Regions from separate parts of the Rattus norvegicus genome. Here region 2 is linked to region 1. The links are chromatin contacts, called in public Hi-C maps. All regions are on one chromosome and are shown on one strand. Each heading gives the region's core, a stretch centred on a gene start, on an enhancer-like site or on the middle of the called end of the contact. The rest is flanking DNA. Distances are from core to core; before and after follow the strand shown.

Region 1 (6,511 bases), core at 1,963-4,462:
TTTCCGAAAGGATCTACTTTTCTGCTGCTCCTTTCTTTACTCTCACCTTCTGGTCTCCGTTATCCTCACAATCTGTTTTGTGTTCTAAGTTTCAGTGATTTCGGGGATGTTATGCAAATGGGTCGCATAGTTCCTGAAAAGTTCAGACTGGCATCTTTTCACTCGATGTTGTGCCTTTTGCCATCCATCTAGGTCCTTTGGGCTGCTCTACTGCAGATTCGGTACCAAACCGTGTAGCTCATGACGTGTTCATCCATCACCTAGTGAGAAATACTTTAGTTTCTCCCGTTTTCCACCCACGCACATCTGTGAACATTAATGCACAGATATTTGGATTGAGAAACATTTCCATTTCTTTGGGATACATTCTGTAAGATTAATAGACTGTCTCATCGTTCCACTATTCAGCTTGAAAAATTCAGGGTCTTTGGCTTCCTCACAAGCATTTGGCGTTGTCATTTTTCTTTGTTGTAGTTCTATGGATAAGGGGTGTAATAACCTCTCCTAGGGACATAATGATCATTTCTCTGGTGAGTAAAAATGTTAAATATCTTTTTGTGTGTCCATACATTTTTAATAAAATATGAAATCATTTGTGTGTGTGTGTGTGTGTGTCTGTGTGAAGGGGAGAGAGAGAGAGAGAGAGAGAGAGAGAGAGAGAGAGAGAGAGAGAGAGAGAGAAGGTGCCCACAGAGTCCAGAAGAAGGTGCTAGACTCCTTTAGAGCTACAGTAAGTTACAGGTGGTTGTAAACAGCCCCATAATGGGGGTTAGAAATTGGATTCTTCTCTGCAAATCAGTATGTGCTCTTAGACACTGACCATCTTTCCAACTTCTGAGTTGATTTTTAATTTTTTCTCCTTAAAGGTAATGTTTTTTATGAATTCACCGAGAGTTCTGCACAATGCGTTTTGATAATATTCGCCCCCCAATTCCTCTCCCTAATTATTTTCAGAAATTACCTACACCTCCCTACCCACTCACAAACCTGTGTCTTTGTGCTTTTTTTTTTTTTTCTTTTTAAGTAACCCACTGAGTTATTTTGCATTGCCCAGATACTCATGGGGGTGAGGCCATGCAGTGGAGCACAGTTGACATACCAGGAGCCGCACCCTTAAGGAAAACTGACTCTCCCTTCCCTGGCAGCCATCAATGTCAACCTCTTTTTTTTTTTTTTTTTTTTTTTTTTTTTTTTTTTTTTTGGTAACAGATTGATTTTGTTAGAGCAGTTTTAGGTTGCTGCCGTGACAGACAGAATACCTAACAGAAATAATTCAAGGAGGAAGGAATTATTCTGGCTCCTGGTTTAAGGAACACAGGCTATCAGATGGCAGCAGGGGCTGTTTGGAGGGCAGTTGGAATGTGAGGCAGCTGTTAAATCACATTAGCAGTCAAAAACCAGAGAGCTAGCTAGGCTAGAAGGGAGCTGGCCAAGAACCCATAAGGCCTGCCCCACAATATCCTGCTTCCCCTAGCTAGGCCCCATGTCCCAAATAGCCTACAACCTTCTAAGGCCACACCGCCATCTGCGTGAGTGTTGAAACACATAAGCCCGTGTGGGACATTCCACATTCAAGTCATAGTGCAGGTTCACAGATAAAAAATAGAACAGAAACTTTCCATACCGACTTGCATGTTTTCCAAATGTCTTCTCGAAGTCTGTAGCTGCTTGTTCTAGCCGCTGAATTCGTGTCTTTTGTCTATGGTGAGACAGATATCTAATTTTAGTGAGGTGCAATTTATCCATTCCTTCCACAGATCAGACCTTTGGTGTTACACATCAAAGTTTACTAGCCAGTACAGTGCAAGCAACCTTTCCCCTTTTGGGGTAGTGCTAAATACTATTAAAACAAAACAAAAGCAAAACAAACAAATAAAAACCAATGATATCAGCGTTAATGAAACAGTCCTTAAGTACTCTTTATGATGTCCCTTTTCTCCTAATCAAACATGCAGAAGAATGACTCATTTTGACCCTCTAATTAGCGTTATATTCTCCCTTGCTGCCTTAGCTGCAGCAGAACTGTCACGTCAAATAGTCAACTACCCTTATGCCAGCGCCAACCACTAAGAACAGTTCACACACGGTCCTGAGAAAACTAAACAAGACTGCCATAGTTGATTGTCCCAACTAATGACGGCTATAGCTTCAGCCAGGGCTGTTTGAAACCCTTCCTGTCAGCCTATTTGCTCTAGCAAGCTTCCTTCCATAAGCTGTAACCCTGCAACCATTTCCACATAAGCCAAAAGGAAACCACCACACTGGCCTAGCAAAGAAACTGCTCTGACTGGTTAAGGTAAGGAGACAAGGCTGCGATTGATCCAAAAACAGATCTCAGTGGTGTGATTGGTGCTAAGAGGCAAGGCTGTATTGGCTCAAAACAAATGGCAGTTTGTGCCTCAATGCCTCTTCTCAGGTCGTGCCCTCCGACTTCCCAGGCTGGCTCATTAAATGTATCAGGCCCGATACATTGTACTGTGTCGCCTTCCCTGGTGTGGCAACATTAAGTCTAATAAAAGGGATCGCTCTCTCTCTCTCTCTCTCTCTCTCTCTCTCTCTCTCTCTCTCTCTCTCTCTCTCTCTCTCCTTCTCCCCCACACACCCCTGCCCCCCAGTGGCCTTTCCTTTTAGAAGTGAGGTTGAGTAACAGAAAGAGTAGAGAGATAGCAAAGGCAGTGGAATGGCAGTGGCAGCGACAGCTGAGCAAGTTGGCAGGCTGGGCGGTGAGGGAGGCAAGGCAGCTGCTTGACAGCTGAAGAAGAATCAGATGAACCGTTTGAGAGCTGCTAGGGTGGGACCCGAAGGGCTGAAGAAGAGGGGCGACGGGAGAAGGTGAGCAGCTGAGGCCAAAGAAGAAAAGGGCATAAGGTGTCAGAAAAGAAAAACTGCAGGCCCTGTTTGCCAGAGGAATTCCAGAGAGCTGTCAGATCGTTAGGGCGAAGGGTCTCAGAGGCCCCCCGGGGGGGGGAGGGGCTAGCACAGAACACTGGCCGGAGTGTGGGGTTCAGGAATCCCGACTTCCCTGGCCTACACAAGATTTGTGACACTGGCTGCTGTCAAGAGCTGAGAAATCCTTCTACTCCTGCTGCCCACAAACTTCAACCCTAATTACAAGCAAGGGCTGAAAATCCCAGCTTTCTAGGCTTACACAAGAGCTGTAGCACGTACAGGGCTTAGAGTCCCAATATCCAAGGCATGCATGAATTGTAACACTAGAAGGTACCACCTGCTGTTGCCCCCACCTGCTTATGGCCATCACTCACTGCTGCAAAACACCAAGGGAAACAAAGGGGCCCAGAACTTGAAGGTTGTCTCCTTGGCTACACATTATTTCTGTATAAACAGAACAAAGGGACTCCAGCCAGCTGATTCAACACCATGACCAGATAGATTTTCTTCAGTGTTACATTTTAGGCGCTCTGTAACTTCCTACTCTGTACTTAAATCTATAATCTATCTTCAGCCGAGTCTTGTGAAAAGAGTGAAATATGTTTAGAGTCCTTTGAGGGTGTGCATATGCGAGTCTTGTGATGGGCCATTGTTCCAGAGTGGTCTGTTGAAAGACTATACTTCCTCCATTAAACAACCATTTCTCCTTCTTCAACCACTGTTTGGCTTACATGTGTAGACCTATTTCTGGCCCACTGGTTTGGCTTATTTCTGGGGAAGGGGGCTGTTTCTTTATTTCTTTCTGTTTAAAGATTTGCCTTATGTGTATGAGTACACTGTCACAGACAGACACACCAGAAGGGGGCATCAGATCCCATTACAGATGGTTGTGAGCCACCGTGGTTACTAGAAATTGAACTCAGGACTCTGGAAGAGCACACAGTGTTCTTAATGGCAGAGCCATCTTTCTAGTCTTCTCTCGACGTTTCGAAGACCGCACTGCCTTGGTTATTTCAGGTTCTTAGTAAGTTGGCTAGATTTAGAATGAAATCTCTTTTAGAATTTTTTTTTTTGACTCTTGATTATAAACTTCAGATTCATTTGTTCCAATCTACCACAAGACTCATGGCTATTATCAAGTCGAGAAAGTTGTGCATAATCCTAGTCTGCCTAGAGGTAACTTTGCTTTGGATCATATATAATGATATGTTTTCTTTAGCCAGATGACATTTGTTTTCGAACATTCAACCAGCCACCCAAAGTCAAGCACACTTGGTTATAGTGTATAATTTCTTTCATATTGTTGGTTTCATTTTGCTAATATTTTATAAAAGATTCTTCTATCTATGTTTACGATGCTTGGCTATCATAGCCTTTCCTAAAAGTTCCTGTCTAGTGCTGTGGTAATGTTAGTGTGATAGATGAGTCATGGCATTTCATGTCTGTTTCTGAAATGTTCAGTGGAACAACCCGAGGAGTCCAGCTGGGAATGGTACTTTCTAATTTTGAAAGTTACTGACTACTCGCACACTTTCAATACAGACGGATCTACTGAGATTATGCATTTATCTTTACGTAAGATTTACGTCGAATCTCTCAAGAAATCTACACATTCCATCTGCATTTTAAATCGTGGACATGGAGCCCATGCTATTTCTGATTGTCCCTTTAGTGCCTATGAGATCAGAGTCCTCAATATTTTCATTTATCTTTTCAGTGCAGTGATCGGAGTCCTCAATATTTTCATTTATCTTTTCAGTGCAGTGATCAGAGTCCTCAATATTTTCACTTATCTTTTCAGTGCAGAGATGGTTCCCGTTTTGATGTCAATAATTTTTGTCTTTGCTGTTGTGTCTTAGCTAATCTGGATCAAGCCTATCACATTTATTGATCTTTTCAAAGAATTAACTTTTTACTATGCCCCATTTCATTAATGTGTTGATATTTCTTCTTATTTTCTTATGACTGCTTTGCACTTAATTTTCTTTTTTTTTTTTACTAGTTCCCTAAGGTGATCACTTAGGTTATATATTAGACTTTCCTTCTACTCTAGTTTTTGCATTCAATGCTATAAATCTCTCTCTAAGCACTTTCACTATACTGATAAATTACCTTGAGTTGTAGTGTCATTTTCTATGAGCTGAAGTACTCTTTGGTATTTCTTGGGAATTTTCCTTTGACATTTAGAAATGTGTTTTATGATTATTCAGAGTTTGGAGTGTATCTATCTATCTCCAGCTATCTGTTAGTTACTGGTTTCTAGTCAAATTCCGCTGTCATTTAAGAACATATCTTGTATAATATCTATTCTTTCAAATTTATTGAGATGGGTTTTATGGCCCAGAATGCGGCTTGTGTTAGTGAATGTTCCATATAAACATGTGAAGAAGTTAAATTCTTCTGATTATTATATGAAGTACTTTACAGATTTTAGTAAATCCAATAATTAATGGTCCTTTGCAGTTCAAGAATGTCTTCATCACATTTATATCTCTTGGATCTATCCATTCCTAGGAGAAGAGTGCTGAGCGTCTTCAACTGTGAGGGTTGCCTCATCTCTCTCTTTCCCCAGGGCAATCAATTTTTAGTTTGTGCATCTTGATGAGGGGTGCATATCAAGGAGGCTTGCTGGTTTCTTGGGGGAACTGTCCTCTCAACATTATAAGAAGTTATTTGTTGCTGCTATGGTGTACCCCTCCTCCCCCGCAATGACCCTCTGCGAATTTTTTTTTTAAGTTTTTGATTTTGGGAAAATAAACATAGTGTGAAATACACGAACCACTTCCAAACGTTTAGTAGGCCAGCCCTGAACTCTCTGCTGTGTATCACCGGCCCAGCGTCAGAGGCTTGAACAGTCTGAGGTCTGAGCACTGTAAGCTAGGCACCATCTGGGCATGCTTGGTGGTGAAGTAGGAGTTTGCAGAATATTCATTGCTACTATTCTACTCTAAAAGTTAATATTATAATTTTTCCTTGCAGCTCTGTGTATGTGCATAGAGTTTACTAAACTAGTGGATATCAATTGATTAGTTTAGGGGAAATTATTACATTTGCCAACACGCAAAACTCCTTTCCTCTTACAAGACCGAAATCTCATATCATCAGGTGGTAACTTTCCCTCAAGCCTCCTGGAAATCACTCGTATACCTTGTGTGTCCATATTCATTTCATTGCTTCAAGTTCTTCCAGGTATCTCTTTTCATGAAAGATACTTCTCACTTCGCATAAGAGCTTCAGTATTCGTCCATGTTCTAACACACACTAGAGTTTCAATTTTTTTTTGTCTGTGTGTAGTGTAGATGTGCATGAGTATATGTGTTATTTACATGCAGTAATATGTACATATGTCCTCATGTGTGTACATGTGGATGCTAGCTGCCAATGTCATGTATTTTTCTCAGTTGCTCAACTGTTCTCCATCTTAATTTTTATTTATATTTATATATTTATTTTTGGTTTTCCAAGTCAGGGTTTCTCTGTGTACTCTTGGCTGTCCTAGAACTTACTTTGCAGGCCAGGCTGGGTTAGAACTCACAGAGATCCTCCTGTTTCTTTGCCCCGAGTGTTAGGATTAAAGACATGTGCCACCACCCCCACCATCGCCCAGCTATTAATTTCTGAG
Region 2 (6,633 bases), core at 4,013-6,512, 100 kb before region 1:
CTTACCATGTATTGTATGTAACTAATATGATTTCATAGTATTTTTAAAATACTGTTTGGTTTAAGGGCCTGATCAAAGGTAACCATTTTGGTAGAACTCTACACCCTGACTGACATTTTTTTCACCTCTTGCCTTTTTTATGTGCAGAGCATGCTCTTGGGCTTCAAGTCCTAATGAACAACGATATTAACTCATCCGTGGAAAGCCTTAACTCAGCTTGCAACATGCAGTCTGACACTGACACTGTGCCACTTCTTGAGAATGGCCAGAGTGCCAGCAACCAGCCGTCAGCATCCAGCTCCCGGGGACAGCCTCAGGCGTCCCCGAGGCAGAAGATGCAGCGCTCGCAGCCTGTGCACATTCAACCGCTCAGGTGGGCCAGAACATGTGCTGTCTGCACAGGCAGTGCACTCCGCTCTCCAAACAGTGATGGGCAGTGCCTGTGAAATCAAGTCAGATGAGACCCTTCTGTTAGCAGCAGCTACAGTTGTCACCCTATAATCTTGGGGAAAATGGTCCATAATCCGAAAGCCAGAGTACAGGCCTGAGCTCCTGGTTTACTGTAGTTCTCCCTACACATCATAACGATGCATGACTTATAAGTTAGATACTATAATATGTACAACAATAATTAATAGTATGGCAGGATAATTATAACACTAATGAAGTCACATGAGTGGCTCCTGTTCTTCCTGCTGTGATAGTAAAGATGACACAAAGCGGTGAGATGGAGGGAAGCAAGTGGGGTGGGTGTCATGATACTCTCGGCTGTAGTTGACCATGTATGTCAGGATTCTCAAGTCATGCCTCTGCCAGCTGACCTCAAAGAGTAAAAGTTCAGCCCTCAGTGGTCCCGGGTGTGCTGGGCAGCGTCTGAGCATTTGATGTGAGCAGAAAGGCATATCAGTGAGGAAAAGGAGAGTCCTGGGACCTTGAGGGAGCTTCCTGGGAGGAGGCAGATCTCTGAGCTGAGTTCAAGCTAATAGGAAAGTAGAAGGCTGCAGAGTGGAGGCAAGGAGCGGGTTTTAAAAGGCTTCTGTACTTTTCCCAGCAGCTGGGCAAAGAAAGGTTTAGAACATATAAGAAAGGAAAAAGTCTCACTGTGAGCACGTGACTTTTATGTGGAGTTCAGGAGCACAGAAGATTAGATGAGGGGCTGGTGTTGTGCGAAGGAAAGCGAGCACATAGTCGAGGGAGTTTGGTTTTGTTGAGGGGAAGATAGAGAGCCCTGTAGCCATCTTGGTTTATGAAACCAAGCTGAAGAAGGCAGCTCTTGAAGAGCACTGCCTTGGCCTGGCTCAGTCTCAGGACTCCCCTGAGTTTCAGGCTTGCACGACGGAGCGAGAATGATGAGCTCTTAATACAAGCTTGCTCCTGCCTCTCTGGGAATTCGCAGATGTGTGTGCAGTGGACTGTGCTTGGGTTGTTGCCCGGCCTCAGTCCAGCTGCAGTTCTGGTGGTTGTACATCACTGCCTACTCTGGGATGTTCTACCTCCCTGCTTCCAGAAACTTCTAAAAGGGTTCTTCAAATCTTCTTCAGCCTCAGTAACCATCTTTCCCTAGGTATCTACTCTTTCCAAAGATGTGGATGCTGGGTTCATACTGTGGGGGGGCTCCCAAAGATTCCCACAGGCTGGGTGAGCCAAGTCGAGGCAGTTATAAAAGAAAAGTCTTCAGAAGGTCCATATATTCCACAGCTAATTAATGGAGCAGGAGGAAGGCCATGGTGAGGGAGACAGTTACTTTCAAGTAAAAGACCAGGCAAGGTTTTGGAAACACAGAGCCCTCCACCTCCCAGGTCCTCACAGTTCTACAACCATCTTGACATCCCCGGATCCAGATCCTCTCCACAGACACTTCCCCTCTGCAGCCTCAGGGACAGCCTCTTGATGTGAGCCTCTGTCGGGGATTGCCTTCATCTTTGCATAATGCCCCTTAATTACACCTCTGCGCAGTATCTGTGAAATGTTATAGCATAAAAAGATTAATGAGGTTAAAATTGAAATAATGTATAAACTGTCAATACACCCTAATAAAGAAGGAGGCTTTTGTGAACTTCTGGAACATCAGAAAGAGTCCCATCTGGTTCTGTCGATCAAAGAGGCTGAAGCTGAAAGTGCTACAGGAAGATCAGGATCTGTTAACGGGATCTGTAATGGGCTGGTATAGGAAGGACTGCCTCAGGTCTCACAGCACAGGTCCCCTCCATGCACTGAGAGAGCTGGCATCTTAAAGGTCAGAGCACTATTTCCTGGTCCATACAAAAATGGCGAGGCAGGTCTTCCTTGGAAGTCAGAATGGATGGTAAAGCCAGTGATTGATCACACAGTGACTTTTCCAATAGCCAATTCTCCCAGGAAGGCTCATAGGTCAATGATCTTATCAGATGGTAAAAATATTCAAAAAATTATTTGAAGATAATATATAAAGGGTAGTTCCCCAGTGTGCTGAAATAAGAGGAGGGCCAGACCTGAGCAGACCATGAGTGGCCCCTTCTCTGCCTATCCTGAAAGGAAGGCTCTACACACTGGTAATGTTCCCTCACTGGTGGGTGAGTGGGACGAAGTGTCTCTCCGGAAAGCCCTGGGAAATGGAGTCAGGAGGTCGCTGGTAGGACTCTACAAAGAAAAGAACTGGGAATTTATTATCATTTTAGCTTTGAACTTGATTTCTCTCCTATTTTCATTATTATACCCAATTCATCATCCTTTGCTTAATGGTGTAACTAGTGAGCTTTGGATTTTCCAAAGTGGGGAGGAAGGAACGATGACCCTAAATAAGTACCAAGGAATACAGAGGAGAATGAGTAGTGAGAACATTCTAGGAAGAACGATATAGGAAGCATTGATTTCCAAACAGTATAGTCCTAATCACTTTGCTCATAAATTGATAATTTCCACAGTTCAGGTGAGGAAACAGGAAGCTTCCTATGGTTAGATATGTATTAATTTCAAAGACCAGGAAGTCCTGTTCTCTTCAATCTGACTTTATTCACAAAACCTTTTTAAGTACGAAGTACACATTGAACAGATAGATGCCAATAGAGTATGGTATGCTGAGCCCAAAATATACGTTGCATAGCCGTCATTTTTTAAAGTGTAAGTGACCAATTGGGATTGATGACCAGTCTCCAAAATATTCTCATCTTAGAGAACAGAAACTGTACTCATTAAACAGGAGCTCCTGCTCTCACTTCTCTGTCCCCACCATTCTACTTTCTGAATTCAACTATTTTATATGACCTACACGATGCAGTCTTCTAGTATGTGTCTTTCTGCACTTACAGTATATGTCAGAATTCCCTCCCCTTATTTTTTGAATAATTCTCTTTTTAAGGCTACATGATATTTCACTACAGAGACATGCCCATTCACGGTTGGACAGTTAGGCTACTTCCCGATTTGGGCCACTTTGAACAGTGCTGTCATCATGAGCATGGTTGTACCAGCATCCATAGAAACCCAGCATTTCCTTCTCTGGGGTGTAAACCCAGCAAGTGCGTGCGAGCATGGCACACTAGTTTTTAACTCCTTCCTTGTAGGCGCCTTCAGGAGGAAGACCAGCAGCTCCGAACTTCATCTCTTCCGGCCATCCCCAATCCGTTTCCGGAGCTCGCTGGGGGGGCCCCTGGGAGCCCTCCTTCGGTTGCTCCTAGCTCCTTACCTCCTCCTCCGAGCCAGCCTCCTGCCAAGCATGTAAGTGGTCCCTGACTACAGCACGGTGATGCATTTCTTTGTGGAGAAAGGAGGGAAGTTCTAAGATGGCCTCTTTGGGTTGATACTGAACTTCTTTTGTCTCATGAGTCCTTTTAATGCATTGGCTAAAATTCAATTTACTAAGTTAAGAATGTATCAGGGTAGTTTTGCAAAAAAAAAAAAAATTACTGTGTTTATATACTTATTTATGTGTTTATTTATTCTTAGAGACAGTATGTGTGCCATGATGCATATATATAATTAAAGGACAGTTTTCATGAGCCAGTTCTCTTTACACCATGCAGGTCCTGGAGGATCGAACTCAGGACCTCGGGCTTAGCATCCAAGTGTCTTTAGCCTCTCACCAGACTGAGGAACGCATCACTGTGTTTCAAAGAATCTTAACTGTGTTTTGTTGTTGTTGTTGTTGTTGATACTGCTGTTGTTTTTTAATTAATGATTTGATGCTTGAGGATGATTTTAGCTCTTTTAAAGAAATTGTGCAAGCAGGCCGTCCGGGTCAACCAGCCCTTCTGCTGTGCGCACACCGCTGGGCCGTCCTGTGTGCGCTCTTCAGTATGGGATGCAGTCGGAGTTTCCATCTTGAGGTCTTGACTTGGAATGCAGCCTGCTCAAGGCCAAAGATGGCCCCTTGACTCAGGAGATAACTGTCCTTTTAAACCTTGTTTCTCCTTTGAAGTGGTACTATGCAGTGGAGAGCTGGTCACTGCCCCCATGTGAGAAACTCCCCAGTGACAGCCACTCAGCCTATCAGAGACATGGGCAGGCGACTGGTGAGCAGTGGGCTGGGAACAGGATGGCCCAGGGCTCAGCAGCACACCACAGCCTGCGGCAGGGAATGTTAACAGAGACAGTGACTTTACAGGGAGGCTAGGCTCCGCTCGCAGCCCAGGCTGCTACGGCGGTGCTCACTTACTGCTCTGGTTGGCCCTATAAATTCAGTACAGATGCCACCATCTCCTACAGTGGAGGAAACTGAGGCTGGTGTCAACCTACAACTGCCTCTTTCAAGCTTGCAATTTAAAAGATTCTGTTTTCCCACTAGAACCACTCTTCCTCCCGCTTGCCCGCCTCTGCTGTTCTCTTACACAGGGGAGCCAGCAAGCCCCATTCTTTGCAGCCTAGTGGCACACAGCACCAGCTCTCCACTAGGCTTTTTCTAATTCTCGCTGACTTTGGAACACTGCTACCCCTGAGCGCCTCTCGAGCCACCCGCATTACAGCACTGTCAGACTTAGAAGGTGAGGTCAGTGTTCCTTGTCTCAGAGCCAGTACGGTCCTGGCTTCCGCACAGGGTCACATGCTGAAGTGCATCTGGGCTGTCTACCTCCCTGGTGACCTTCTGCCTTGAGTAAGGATCCTGATGATCGTGTATGGTTTGTCCCCGAGGTTGTTTACAAGTTTCCTGTCCTGAAGTAGACCACAAAAGTACTGTCTGGCCCTCGCCTTGCCTGGCAAGAAAATAAGCCTCCTCCCCACCGATTGTCCAAATTTGTAAGAATAAGGAAACCCGGGAATTTTGCCTGCTCGTGTTTTTCTTGGGATCAGAGTTGGCTCTTCATGAGAACAGTGCACTGGTGTGTTTGTCGTCAGATTCCTCAAGCCAACTGGGACCAGTGAGAGCAGGGAGGGTGTTTCTTACTTGTGGAAGGCTGTTGTTCTTTGTGGCTGTTTTTAGTTCTATTTTGTATTTATTCTCTGATAACCTCATGCACGTAAATTGTATAATTTTGTCAATATCCCACTCTTTCTGAGTCTCTTCTTCCACAGAAGCCCTATCCTACTTTCTTGTGTTTTTTTGTCCCAGCTCGGCGAGTTAGAGGCCTTCCTTCCACTCCCTCTGAGTTTCCTTTCCAGGGACTTTTTAATGGCTCCTTAAAGGGGCAAGAGTGGCCTGGCATAGGTGTTTGGACCCCAACCCTGAGAGAGATAGTGGGGTGTGGACTTGTTGCTCATCTTAGGCATCAGAGTCCTAGTACCGATTCCTAGGAAGGTGAGGATGTGAGTGGACACCCTCCCCTGCATGGGACACTTCCACAAGCCCATCCCAGTGACCACATGTGAACACCAAAGACCTGGAGCGCTGCAGAGTGCCGTGTGGCCACATGCAGCTCTGCTACCAAAGGTTCCAGTGGTCTTGTCTGGGGGCCACTGCCACACTCGGTCGCCCTGCAGCACTAGCCTGGCTCCTTCATAGATTCACAAAATGCCTCATGGAAACTCAGTAACCAGCTGGTTCTGGAAGCCCCAAGACTCAAGGAAGCACAGGAGGGAAACTCTGCAGGGGACAGAAAAGACCCCCAGCCCCACTCTTGCAAACAACAGTGCTCCCCAGTTCTGCTTCTCGTTCCATACAGACAGGGGCTGTGCAGAGAGTAGAGTAAGCTAAATCCAGCTTGTTACCATCCGACAGACACTGCCCTGAGTGCACCTTGTCTGGGGGCCGTGTACTCAGCAGCCTGGTGGGACAGCCTTATTAGGAAGGATGTGAGGGACCCCATATCACTGAGGACTGACATAGTTACAGATGACAATGGCACTAACATGGCTGCTGGATTTATGGATTTCCAAGTTGTCTTAGCCACTGTCAGGATATATTTAGCTGCAGAAAACCAAACCTGGCTGGCTTCCTTCATGAGGACACAACTTTGATGGAGTAGGATATCTGGGGCAGAAAGCAGAAGCTGCCCTGACCTTGTTCTGTGATGTGGAACTTATACACTGTCTCTGTAGGCCGAGCTAGCGTAACCAAAATCGGGCCTGTCATTAAGCACAACCTTTCCACCTCAGTAGGTGAGCCAGGTGCTTGAACACATGCAGTGGTGACAGGGAAAACTGAGGTCCTATCTGGAGTGTACTGACACAGCGGACATAAGTTGTTGCTGGATTGTACTGTTCAAGGGCAGAACTTCTGAG

The links. A called contact is a pair of places that touch in the nucleus more often than the background predicts.
Region 2: a Hi-C map of psoas muscle shows a contact between it and region 1, with 6 times the contacts expected there. The contact joins two enhancer-like sites. A contact is called at or near these places in 3 of 12 Hi-C or Micro-C datasets (hepatocytes, kidney and psoas muscle).

Annotation. Positions count from the first base shown.
Region 1 is chr14:90,637,287-90,643,797 of GRCr8, reverse strand. The region is part of intron 6 of Ddc (dopa decarboxylase); the gene reads left to right. LOC120096667 (a long non-coding RNA gene) reads right to left here. Exons shown (of 2, transcript XR_005493421.2): 1 at 1,625-6,511. Among named protein-coding and RNA genes, the nearest start is that of Ddc, 42 kb to the left of the region's middle. Within about 2 kb of position 3,212, at least 7 of the 93 cell types and tissues checked have an H3K27ac peak or open chromatin away from gene starts, as enhancers often do.
Region 2 is chr14:90,741,095-90,747,727 of GRCr8, reverse strand. It overlaps Grb10 (growth factor receptor bound protein 10), which reads left to right. Exons shown (of 17, transcript NM_001401403.1): 3 at 148-373; 4 at 3,543-3,696. The coding sequence starts at 174. Among named protein-coding and RNA genes, the nearest start is that of Ddc, 62 kb to the right of the region's middle. Within about 2 kb of position 5,262, at least 48 of the 93 cell types and tissues checked have an H3K27ac peak or open chromatin away from gene starts, as enhancers often do.